2 separate regions of the Pan troglodytes genome follow, and region 1 is linked to region 2. Evidence: chromatin contacts called from public HiChIP or PLAC-seq data. All regions are on one chromosome and are shown on one strand. The core of a region is the stretch at or near the end of the contact, and the rest is flanking DNA. Distances in the headings are between cores, read along the strand shown. Region 1 holds the start of CD59 (CD59 molecule). Region 2 holds the start of C9H11orf91 (chromosome 9 C11orf91 homolog).

The links. HiChIP or PLAC-seq counts read pairs in DNA pulled down with a chosen protein or histone mark.
Region 1: a contact with region 2 is called in an H3K4me3 HiChIP or PLAC-seq map of stem cell-derived excitatory neurons, with 2.0 times the contacts expected there. The contact joins the promoter of CD59 here to the promoter of C9H11orf91 in region 2. A contact is called at or near these places in 1 of 7 Hi-C or Micro-C datasets (stem cell-derived neural progenitor cells) and 1 of 1 datasets of contacts at active chromatin or transcription factors (stem cell-derived excitatory neurons).

What each region holds. Positions count from the first base shown.
Region 1 is chr9:37,740,910-37,746,275 of NHGRI_mPanTro3-v2.0_pri, forward strand. CD59 (CD59 molecule) reads right to left here and starts at 3,545. Exons shown (of 4, transcript NM_001280485.1): 1 at 3,504-3,545.
Region 2 is chr9:37,705,172-37,711,021 of NHGRI_mPanTro3-v2.0_pri, forward strand. It overlaps C9H11orf91 (chromosome 9 C11orf91 homolog), which reads right to left and starts at 3,657. Exons shown (of 2, transcript XM_016920652.3): 1 at 3,076-3,657; 2 at 1,111-1,369. The coding sequence starts at 3,571. The coding sequence ends at 1,284.

The sequences.
Region 1 (5,366 bases), core at 2,295-4,794, 36 kb after region 2:
AGGAGATTATTTTGGATTATTCAATGGGCCCAATGTAATCCCAGGGGTCATTGAAAGAGGAAGAAGGTAGCAGAGTCTGTCAAAGACACATGACCGACAACAGAAAAAGAGGCAAAAAATTTGAAGAATGAGATGAAGACACGAAGGGTTCCCTAAGCCAAGGCACACAGGCGGCCTTTAGAAGCTAAGAATGGTCCTCAACTGACACTCAGCAAAGAAACAGAACCTCAGTCCTCCAGTCACAAGGACTATATTCTACCAGGAACCTGAATAAGCACAGAAACAGACTCTCCCCTAGAGCCTCCAGAGCAGCACACAGCCCTGCCACCTTGATTAAAGCCCTGTGAGACCTGTGTCAGACTTCTGATTTACAGAATGGAAAGATTAATAAACTTGTGGCATTTGAAACAGCTAAATTTGTGGTGGTTTCAGCAGCAGTAGAAAATTATTATAAGGCCGAGTGTGGTGGCTCATGCCTATAATCCCAGCACTTTGGGAGGCTGAGGCAGGTGGATCACTTGAGGCCAGGAGTTCCAAACCAGCCTGGCCAACATGGTGAAACCCTGTCTCTACTAAAAAAAATACAAAAATTAGCCAGATGTGGTGGCACTCACCTGTAATCCCAGCTACTTCAGAGGCTGAGACACGAGAATCGCTTGCACCCAGGAGGTGGAGGTTGCAGTGAGCCAAGACTGTGCCACTGCACTCCAGCTTGGGCAACAGAGAGAGACTGTCTCAAAATTAAAAAAAAAAAAAATTATTAAAATTATTATAGCAACCTCTGAACTGGAAACTGGTAGAACAGCATTTAAACCCAGGTCTAAGCTCTGAGTGAACCATAGTTAAACTCTAGTGGGGAGACGGGAGACTTCTTAGAAATTCAGCTTCTGAAATACATTAGTTAAGCTGAGGTCACTAGAGAAGAGATTTGACATCAGTGGTGTTTCCACAAGATTCACAGTTGCCCATGAGTATGGTTACTCCTCCTAGGAGCCTGAGGCCTTACAGACTGAAGAATTTTAAGGCTAGAAGTGTCCTCAAAATAAAACCCAATGTTTTTATTTTATAGGAAATTAGTGGAGGCCCAGTGGGATGAAATTACCTGTCCCAAGGCAACATGTTAGTCGCAAAACCACCCTGGATGGATCTTGTTTCTATTCGCCAGGGGCTGGCAACTCACAAGATACCTAGTGTCAGCAATGTCAGAGAACTAGAGCTTTTGAACTCCAGGTCTGCGTGTCACCTTGGAGACATACACAATACCTGCTCTAGCCATGCCTGTTGAAGCGCCCAGACAAATATCCATCACTCAGTTCACGGAACAAATTACATCAGCAGGAAGAGACAAAGAGAAAACAACCATCATAACGGAAAAGGCTTTCCAATCCAGCCAAGGTTCTCATGCCAGGAATAACCACTCCAAAACTCTTTGTGTGATATATATATAAATTCTAGGGTACATGTGCAGGATGTGCAGATTTGTTTCATAGGTAAACGTGTACCATGGTGGTTTGCTGCACATATCAACCCATCACCTAGGTATTAAGCCCAGCATGCATTAGCTGTTTTTCCTAATGCTCTATCCCCACCCACCCCACCTGCCGACAGGCGCCAGTGTGTGTTGTTCCCCTCCCTGTGTCCAAGTGTTCTCATTGGTCAGCTCCCACTTATTAGGCCAGAACTCTTTGGACCAAACAAATCTGCAGCTTCCCCTACAACGGCCTTTCCTGCAGTTTGTTCCGGAATGCCAATCCCTAACTCTCCAAAGAGTCCTATCTCTGCACTCACGGCCCCTCCCGTGTTAAGTACACATGCAAAACCAAGGTTTAGTGAATATGTTTCCTAAGATATAGGACATAAGTAAAAAGAAGTCTTTGCCTTTAGAAAGCCTCAAGCACTTCTGGGCTTGGTAATGTCTGTGGCGGTTTGGCTGAGGTTCTTAAAGAGGTGGCCCAGAATTTTCCATGCTCTACTTTTCAAGAGCTTCTACCAGCAGCTGTCAAAGATGAATGCCATTAGGCACCCCACTCTCTCACCCTAAGATCCATTTTATTTAGGCTTTTATCTCCTAAGCCACTCAGCTAATGGGATGTTTTTCTTAGAGCTAAGTTCAGCAAACAGTTTCTAGTTTCCACTGTGAAAATACAGAGGCCACAAGTTTTAGGACTGTTTGGCTTGTAGGGGAGGCAGCCTCCCTTTCTGCCTCTCCTTCATAAACTGCCACGTAAATAGCCACATTTTGGCAAACGTTGCCATCTCCCTCAACATTCGGGGCTCTGTGCCTTCTTCAGGGAACTGGGAGTAAACCGCCAGGAGTGGAGAACTTGAACAACTGCTCAGGGATCGCAGGGTACCTGAAATAATCAGCAGCCGCCGCGTTTGTGCTGAGCGCTTTCCGTCAATCATCTCAACCACCCTGTGAAGTGAAGCCTATTGTTTTACCCATCAAGTGCTGTTAAATACTTCCAGAAATGACCAGTGAAGAGCCTGGGTATCACTAAACGGCCATAAAAGGCACACTGCCTAATGTTGGTTTTTTTGTTTGTTTGTTCTTTGTGGGGTTTGTTCGTTTTTGAGGCGGAGTCTCGCTCTTAATTGCCCAGGCAGTAGGGCAATGGCGCGATCTCGGCTCACCGCTACCTCAGCCTCCCGGGTTAATGTTGTTTTTTGAAAAGTCAGCAGTCAGACTCTAAGAAGCGTGCGGCCCGAGCCGACCCAAGAAAACAAAACATCACGTTGTACTTAAAACGTCCGTTTCGGCCGGGCGCGGTGGCTCACACCTGTAATCCCAGCACTTTGGGAGGCGGAGGCGGGCGGATCACGAGGTCAGGAATTCAAGATCGGCCTGACCAACACGGGAAAACCCCGTTTCTACTAAAAATACAAAATTTAGACGGGCATGGTGGCGCATGCCTGTAATCCCAGCTACTCAGGAGGCTGTGGCAGGAGAATCGCTTGAACCCGGTACACGGAGGTTGCGGTGAACCCAGATCGCGCCACTGCACTCCAGCCTGGGCAACAGCGAAACTCCATCTCAAAAAAAAAAAAAGTCTGTTTCGCCCGACACCTGCTTTTCAAAATTACACATTTAGACCGCGAGGGGAGAGAGGAACCGCGGTGACCACGGAGGGCTGGCCTTTCCCCCGGCGCACTTTCTCTGAACCGCTAGAGCTTCCCTTGAGAGGAAAGCGATGGCAGGGGCCCGGGTGCGAGGCTGCCCCCGAGGGAATGGGGGGCGCGACGGGGGTAACGGGGCTGCTTCTGGGAGAGGGCGCGCTCCCCGTTTCTCCTTCCTCGTAGATAAAATGAAGCCAGCGTTCGGCTAGGACACCGGGCAGCGGTGACGGGTTGGAAGGGCCAGGCCTCGGGAGGCTCGCCCGGCAGGGGTCGAGTGGAAAGCGAGGACGGGGGTAGCCCCCACAGACCCTCCGCCCGGGCCCAGACTGCCGCCGCCACCTCGGCTCGGCTCACCCAAACCCCAGCAGGCCTTCGGGCCTTCTTACCTGGCGGCGCCCTGGATCCTCTTCCAGCCTCGAGCCGCTTCTGCGCTCAGCCCCCGCAGTCTTTCGCTCCAGCCCGCAAGGCTCCGCCCCCGGCCCCGCCCCTCAGGATGCCCTTGCCGTCCCAGGCTCCGGGCTCCCGCACCGCGCAGCCGCGCCTCGGCAGGACCCTCCTCCTCTCCCTCCACCCCCGCGCGGAGCTCAGCCTCCTGGCCCAGGTTCTGAGAAGGCCGGGTGGCCAGGACCCAATGAGCACCTTCAAAACCCCAGGGAACTGAAAGTTTGGGGCGTCCTCCTCGGATTTGCTATGGGACATAAAAACAGTAGGAAACTTCCAAAGACTTCTGATTTTCCCTTTTACGTTTTTTTAAGTATATTAAAATGTTTTCCAAAACGTTTCTGTGCGTCTTGCTGGTGCCCTGGGTGCCCCAGGGCCTGGCTATCGGCCTATGCGGCCCTGCTGTAGTCTGAAGCTGCTTCCTACTGCGAGGCTTGGGCAGCATCCAAATAGCCATCAGCCACAGCCGCATCCGTATCCGTGCCTTGTGACTTGTTTGAGACCCAAACAAAATGTTATGCGTTTAAAAGCTTACTGGGCTGCTCGGGGACCAGTGTTTTGAATGAACCTCTTCGAGTGTCTCTATCAACTTAGCTGGTAGCTACTGTTCCCCAGCAGCCACCAGAGGCAGGGACAGAAGAGCAAGAGCAGGGGATCCGCCTGCATGAGTCTGTCCCTTCAGGGTGGCCTCGCCCTCAGGGACTGGATTGTAGGCATGGTTTCAATAACACAGCGGTGTGAAAGTTTAAGAGTTTTTAGTACTTACGGACCCTGGGTGGTACACAGCTTGCCTAGAGGACACACACACACACACACACACACACACACACACACACACGGAGATCAGGGAGCACAGGGAGAAGGAAGGGAGGGACGGACCTTTGGGCCAGCAACTTTATCCAGTTAAGTTTCCTCTGGAGAGCTCTAACTGGTGGATTTAAAGCAAGCAGGTGAAAAGGCAGAGGTGGGAGGAACTTGAACCAGAGTTTGAAGCTGCAGTAGTGCCCTGTTATCACATCACTGCATGTTTATCTCTGGCCACCAGCTAGAGCCATTTGCGTGGGGTGTAGTACTGGAAACTGTCAATGGTGACTGAGACTTGCTTCTGTTATTAAAAGTTAAACATATTCGAAAATGGATGCTGAGGTAACAAAAAATTATAAGCACTCACCAGAACCGCAACCACCATTTGGAACATTAGTTTTATGTGCAGATGTAATTAGAAGTTTCCATTTGCTATTATATTTGGAAAGTGTCCCACTCACTGCAGAACTGACTGTAAGAACGCTATAGGAGGGAGGGTGGGGCTACAGGCCAAAAGTACAAGTCTTCCTCCAAGAGGATGGCCTCTGTTAGAAAGCATGAGACACACTTTGAGGGTCAGGGTGAGAAGATATTACATCTCAGGGCTGCTTGTGTTGAACTGGTCAGGGAAGAAGGCATGAGATAAAATTTAAGCCGGGGGAATCATAGATTACTGAATGTCTTGCAGGGAAAATCATATAGTAACTGTCTTGACGCTTTTTTTTTTTTAATTATACTTTAAGTTTTAGGGTACATGTGCACATTGTGCAGGTTAGTTACATATGTATACATGTGCCATGCTGGTGCGCTGCACCACTAACTCGTCATCTAGCATTAGGTATATCTCCCAATGCTATCCCTCCCCCCTCCCCCCTCCCCACCACAGTCCCCAGAGTGTGATATTCCCCTTCCTGTGTCCATGTGATCTCATTGTTCAATTCCCACCTATGAGTGAGAATATGCGGTGTTTGGTAACGCTTCTACTGTTATTCTGATGGCTTGGG
Region 2 (5,850 bases), core at 2,407-4,906:
GCATGGTCATAGCTCACTGTAACTTTGAACACCTGGGGTCAAGCGATCCTTCCCACCCCAGCCTCCTGAGTAGCTGGGACTACAGGTGTGCACCACCACGCCGGGCTCAGCATGGTCTTTTTAGCTGGAATATTAATTACTACAGCCTCCTGACTGCTCTCCCTGCCTCCTTGCTTGCACCCCGGTAGTCTATTCATATCACAGCAGCACAAGTCAGATCCTGTCACTCCCCAGAAGGCTGTCTAATGACTCTGTCCCACTTGGAGTAAAGCCCAGAGTCCTTACCGTGACTATAAGGCTCTATACAAATGGGCCCCCTGTGTATTCACCCCTACCACTCTCCCCTCACTCCTCCTGCTCCAGCCATCTGGACTGTTTGCTGGTTCTCAAAAATGCTGCCATGCTCCCATCTTTGGAGCAGGCTTTGCACTGGCCCTTCTGCCTGGAACATTCCCTAGGGTGTCACATGGCTATGACCCTCAACCTCCTTCAGACCTTGTTTAAATAATACCTCTTCAAGAAACTCCATGTGAAATTCTGCCCTGCCTTCCTCTGACCCACCCTGGCAATCCTTACTCTGCTTTTTTTCCCCCTTAGCATGTCATCTTCTATGATACCATATTATGATTTACTTATTTATAATATTTATTGTCTGTCTCTCCCCCATCCCCAATCCCAAGTGCCTAGGCACAAAATAAGCACTCAATAAATATTTCTTGAATGTATGAATTTCTAGGAAGGGCCAGGGCTTTGATAAGATTATCAGAGAGTTTGTGGTCCAAAAAACATTAAAAAAAAAAAAAATGAAAACACCAAACACTTCCAAGGAGTAAATATGTTTGGGAAAAAAAACAAACCACACACCAAACCCCCACTATTCCAGTCCTCAAAGAACCTTTCTGAGCAGAGACACAGCAGTAGAACCAATATATATATTGCCCTTGGTTTCTCCCGATTCCTTCCTGATAATCTGTTGTTCTGGTTTGCATGACTGTGGTAGTGTTGGGGGTTCCCTCCCTGGTCTCGGGAGACCTTGAATGCTGGCTGGACAGCAGCTTCTAGACACCATGAGAGAGCTCCCTCAGCAGCACATAGAGAGGAGAGAGACCATGAGATTTACCACACAAAGCGGGCACTGTATGTGAAGTACATGCTGGTAGCAACAACAACAGCGGTAAATACAGAACAGAAAATAACCATCTTTGAAATGACAACAAATGGGACACATTATCTAAGCACTAACACCTAAGGAGGTGGCTGCCCAAGCTCTGGTGGGCAGCTCCTCAGGAGAGAGAGGCCGACTTCTTTCCGGGTTGCTTGGTCTTCAGTCCTTGTAACTTTTCGTCTTTTAGCGCCTTCAGGAATGTGTCTGCGGGAGAGCAAAACAAACTTAGCCGTAATAGAGATAAGGGCTTTTCCTAACACTTCCAAAGCAAACTCTTGGGAAGCAACTGTGCTTCCTCCAACCTAAAACTCCATTTGTGATCCAAGATGGGAGAGAAAAAAACAAAAAACTGAAAACTCTGACTGTAAAAACATGTAACTGGTTCTGACTGTACATGCAACACATCCAGTTACATGTGTTTTTACAGTCAGAGTTGCTAAGTCCTGGATTTCTTCTTCTTCTAATTTTTTTTTTTTTTTTTGAGAGGGAGTCTCACTCTTTCACCCAGGTTGGAGTACAGTGGCACAATCTTGGCTCACTGCAACCTCGGCCTCCTGGGTTCAAGCGATTCTCCTGCCTCATCCTCCCGAGTAGATGAGATTACAGATGCGTGCCACCAAGCCCGGCTCATTTTTGTATTTTAGTAGAGACAGGGTTTTACCATGTTGCTCAGGCTGGTCCTCAATGATCCTCTTGTTGGTCAGGCTCCTGACCTCAAATGATCCGCCCGCATTGGCCCCGCCAAAGTGCTAAGATTACAGGTGCCAGCAACCACACCCGGCCCCTGGATTTCTTAACTATGTATTCGGTTAAGATTTCTTAACTATGAATACATAGTATTATGTATGTATTCATAGTTAAGAAATCCAGGACTTAGCAAAGCCCAGTTTTTCTAGGGACTGTCTTCCTTCCATGGCTATGAGAAAGGGTGCTGAACTGAAGACCATTTCCATGGCCACACGGACCTAAGCATTTAGGTTATTTCATACTTCCCTTCTCTGTGTGGCAGGGGAAGCCAACTTAAGCCGTTATATACAATAGTTGGAATGATCTTTTTAGAACTATCTACCCTTCTCCAGTGGTCAAGGACAAGCCTTAGCCAAAACAAGTGACGGGAAAGACAAAGTCTGCAGGACAACCTACCGCTACTGAAAGTTCTACTTTGCAATAGGTCCTTCTTGGAGTACAATGCATTTAACAACTTTACCCTCCAACAGGGAGGAGTCATTCAGCTCGTAGGCTAAGGGATCCTGCCCGCATCAGCACACGTGGTCCAGAGCCCTAAGACTTCAGACCTAAGACCAGATATCGGCCCAGGATCCTGGTGAGAGAACTACCGGCGCCAAGGCCACAGAATCCCAGGGGGGCTGCCCCCCAGCACTGAGAAGTGGAGTGTCCCAAAGCTGCCCTGGAAACGGCCTTGGGCCTTGTGGTTCTTGCACAACTCCCACCTCCCCCTACAGACAACTGACAGTCACCTACTTCACCTTCCCCCATGGAGAGCCCCGGTTTAAGACCGAACATTAAAGCTTAGGGACTGTCTGTGGTGGGTGGAGCTCCAGAGTACAGGGTAGGAGGATGACTGTGCAGGAGGATTCAAGTTCAGGACGGGGTGGTGGCGGATGGAGTTCCAGGTGTGGAGGCTCAGAGTCCAGATGACCCAAAGGGTTTAGGAAGGAGGGAGGATGGAGTTTGGGACTAAGAGGCTCATGAAGTTCAGATCTGTGGTGGGGGGAGGAGTCGGTTGAAGTCCAGGATAAGGGAGTCTGGGTGCTAGGGGATAGATTTTGGATCTGGGACTACTGGGGGCTGGAGTCAAACCAGGCTACATTTCGGGTCGGGGCACGGAGCCAAGGAGGGAGCTAGGGCAGGCTAAGGCTGGGCTCGGTGGCCCTGGCGAGGTCACGCACAGCTCTGGGAGTCGAAGCCGTCCCCAGTGATGGTGAGCAACTCCAGCTCCTTAATCCGGATCTCCAGCTCGCAGAGCTCCTCCGGGTGGGAGGCAGAGGCGAGCCTGGGGGTCGAGGGGCAGGGGACCAGGGGCGAGGCAGCCACCTCAGGCCCCGGCGGCGGCGAGTAGAAGAAGCGCAGAGGCTCATAGGGGATGGAGGCCAGGCCGGAGGGCCAGGGCGAGGGCCAGGGGCGCTCGCCGGAGGGACCCAGGCCGGGTGGTGGCGGGGGCGGGGGCGCCGGGGCGGGGAGCGCCTGGGACAGGGACCGGGCCCCCGCCGCCCCGCCCACTGGCGCCCCGCCCGCCTTCAGCGGCACGAAGAGCTTCTTCCAGATGTTGAAGTCGCTGAGCGGGGACGAGGAGATGCCGCGGTCGTACAGGGACGGGAAATAGAGGGGCGGAGCCGACCGCTGGCTCATGGTGGGGCTGTGGCTGCCGCGCCGCCCCTTTGGCATCGTTTGAATGAGGGTCTGCGTGGGAGGAACCCCGCGCCGGGAGACGCGCGCTCAGGCCCCGAGTCGCCGGGGTTTCGAGGTTCCACAAGCCCCGCCCCGATGGAGCGCGGCCCCACCCTTTCGCCTCAGCCCCGCCCCTAACAGGCGGGGTTCCAAAGCCCGGACGACCACGTCCCGGAACGTGGCCCCGCCCACCGGCGGCTGGCCGCGCCCCGCAGTTCGAAAGCCACGCCCCCTGGCTCGCCTCGCCTCGCCTCCCGTCCCTCGACTCCGCCCACCGCCTCGCTCTTGCTCTGCGACGCCGCTGGCTTCCGTTGTCATATCCCAGCATACCCTCATCCAGAACAGGCAGCGGGCCAGGGCTGCGGAAGAAGGCTTACTTCAGGCTTCCTCTCTTTCTCCCATGAGGGAGAAAAGTATTTCCTAGAAACCTGGCCCCTGCACCAGCAGACTTACCTCATTGCCTCACTGGCCGCGCCCACAGCAAAGAAGTCTGAGAAAATCAGTGTCTGATTTTTCATCCACTACTGTGGGAGGCAGACAAAGGAGAAGAGGATTGATTGGGAATGGCTGTTAGAGCCAACCCATGTATCTGCCAAACGTTAGCAGTGTTGAGGAAGATTCTAGAAAAGGGGATCCTCATCTGGTTTGTAATAGATCTGAAGGAGTGTTTTCAGTGAAATGCAGTTTAGTTCTCTTCCAAACACAGATACCACCAGGAGCTAACAGGCAACGAGCTAACCACCAAAAGGAAATCCTGTCCGCCCTACCTCAAATACTTCACCCATTGCTTATGAGCGATTTGGACATTTTGTCCAAAGGACATGACAGCTCATTTATGTGAGTAACCTGTATTAGCCATAGACTGAGGGGAAATAACTAATACATTTTCTTGAGAGCCTCTGCCTAATGATCACTGGTATGAATAGTGATGGGTGGAGGGCAGTTAAAGAGTCAGTATCAGCTTCACAAGTTAAATATATATATGCATATATATCTGCACACACAGTGCAAACTGTGTGTGTGTGTGTGTGTGTGTGTGTGTGTGTGTAGCAGCAAAGTGGAGAGAGTCAGATATTCAAGCTGGGTAGCCTTGGACAAGTTGCTTGACTTTTGTAGGTTTTCTATAAAATAGAAATAAGAAAACCAGGCTGCCTCATAGGGTTGTGATCAAACAGAAGACGGAACAGTGTGTGTGTGAAACACTTGAACTTGGACACTTTGTCCAAACACAAGAGGCAGCTGTCCCTATTAAGGGGCATGTCTGAAACTGGGAAGCTTTTTCTTCCCACACTGAGCTTCCCACACTTAGTTGTCACACGCAGTATTTGCTCTCTGACTTTGGCAGCCACCCATCATTGTTTATTCATACCAGTGATCACTAGGCTGAGGCTCTCAAGAAAATGTATTTCCCCTCAGTCTATGGCTAATACAGGCCATGTGCGATAGCTCAGCACCCAGCCTGTAATCCCAGCACTTTGGGAGTCTGAGGTGGGATCTCTTGAGGCCAAGAGTTTCAGAACAGCCAGGGGCAACATAGCGAGATTCTGTCTCTACAAAATAATTTTAAAAATTAACCAGGTGTGGTGGCATTTGCCTGGAGCCACTCAGGAGCTAAAGTGGGAGGATTTCTTGAACTAAGGAGGCTGAGGTTGAGGCTGCGGTGAGCCACAATCATAGCACTGCACTCCAGCCTGGGTGACAAGGCAGGACCCTGTCTCAAAATAAATAAAATAAAAAATACCCTTATCTTCCATTAGTTTCCCCCATATATTTAACTTCCCATAATTTACTGCCCCCAGAAGCTCAAACCTCTTTTCCTTTGTCTTATCACTTTTCTACAATCGCCCATTGTTAAAATTGTATATAAGTTCTCAAGCCACTTCTTTGGGTTTTCACTTTGTTTCTGTAAGAACCCCATGTACCTGCGTAATAAACTTTGTCTTCTGTTAATCTGTCTTTGTCAGTTTAATTCTCAGGCCCCAGGCTCTGAACCCAAGAGATTAGAAGAAAAATTTTTTCACCCCTACAGAACCACAGTAATGGTAAGAACCAGGGTTTTGGACTCAAGACTTGGGACCAAACCCTGGATCCACTATGTATTTGGCTGTGCGGCTGAACCTTTCTCAACCTCATTTTTTCATCAATATAATGGGAATAGTAATGGCATCTACTTGCTTAGGTTGGCAAGACTAAGTGAGACAGTTTAAGTACCTGGCAATGGCTTGTGTTCAACATTAGCTCTTGTTATTACATATTGAAGGCCCTTAGAAGGAAAA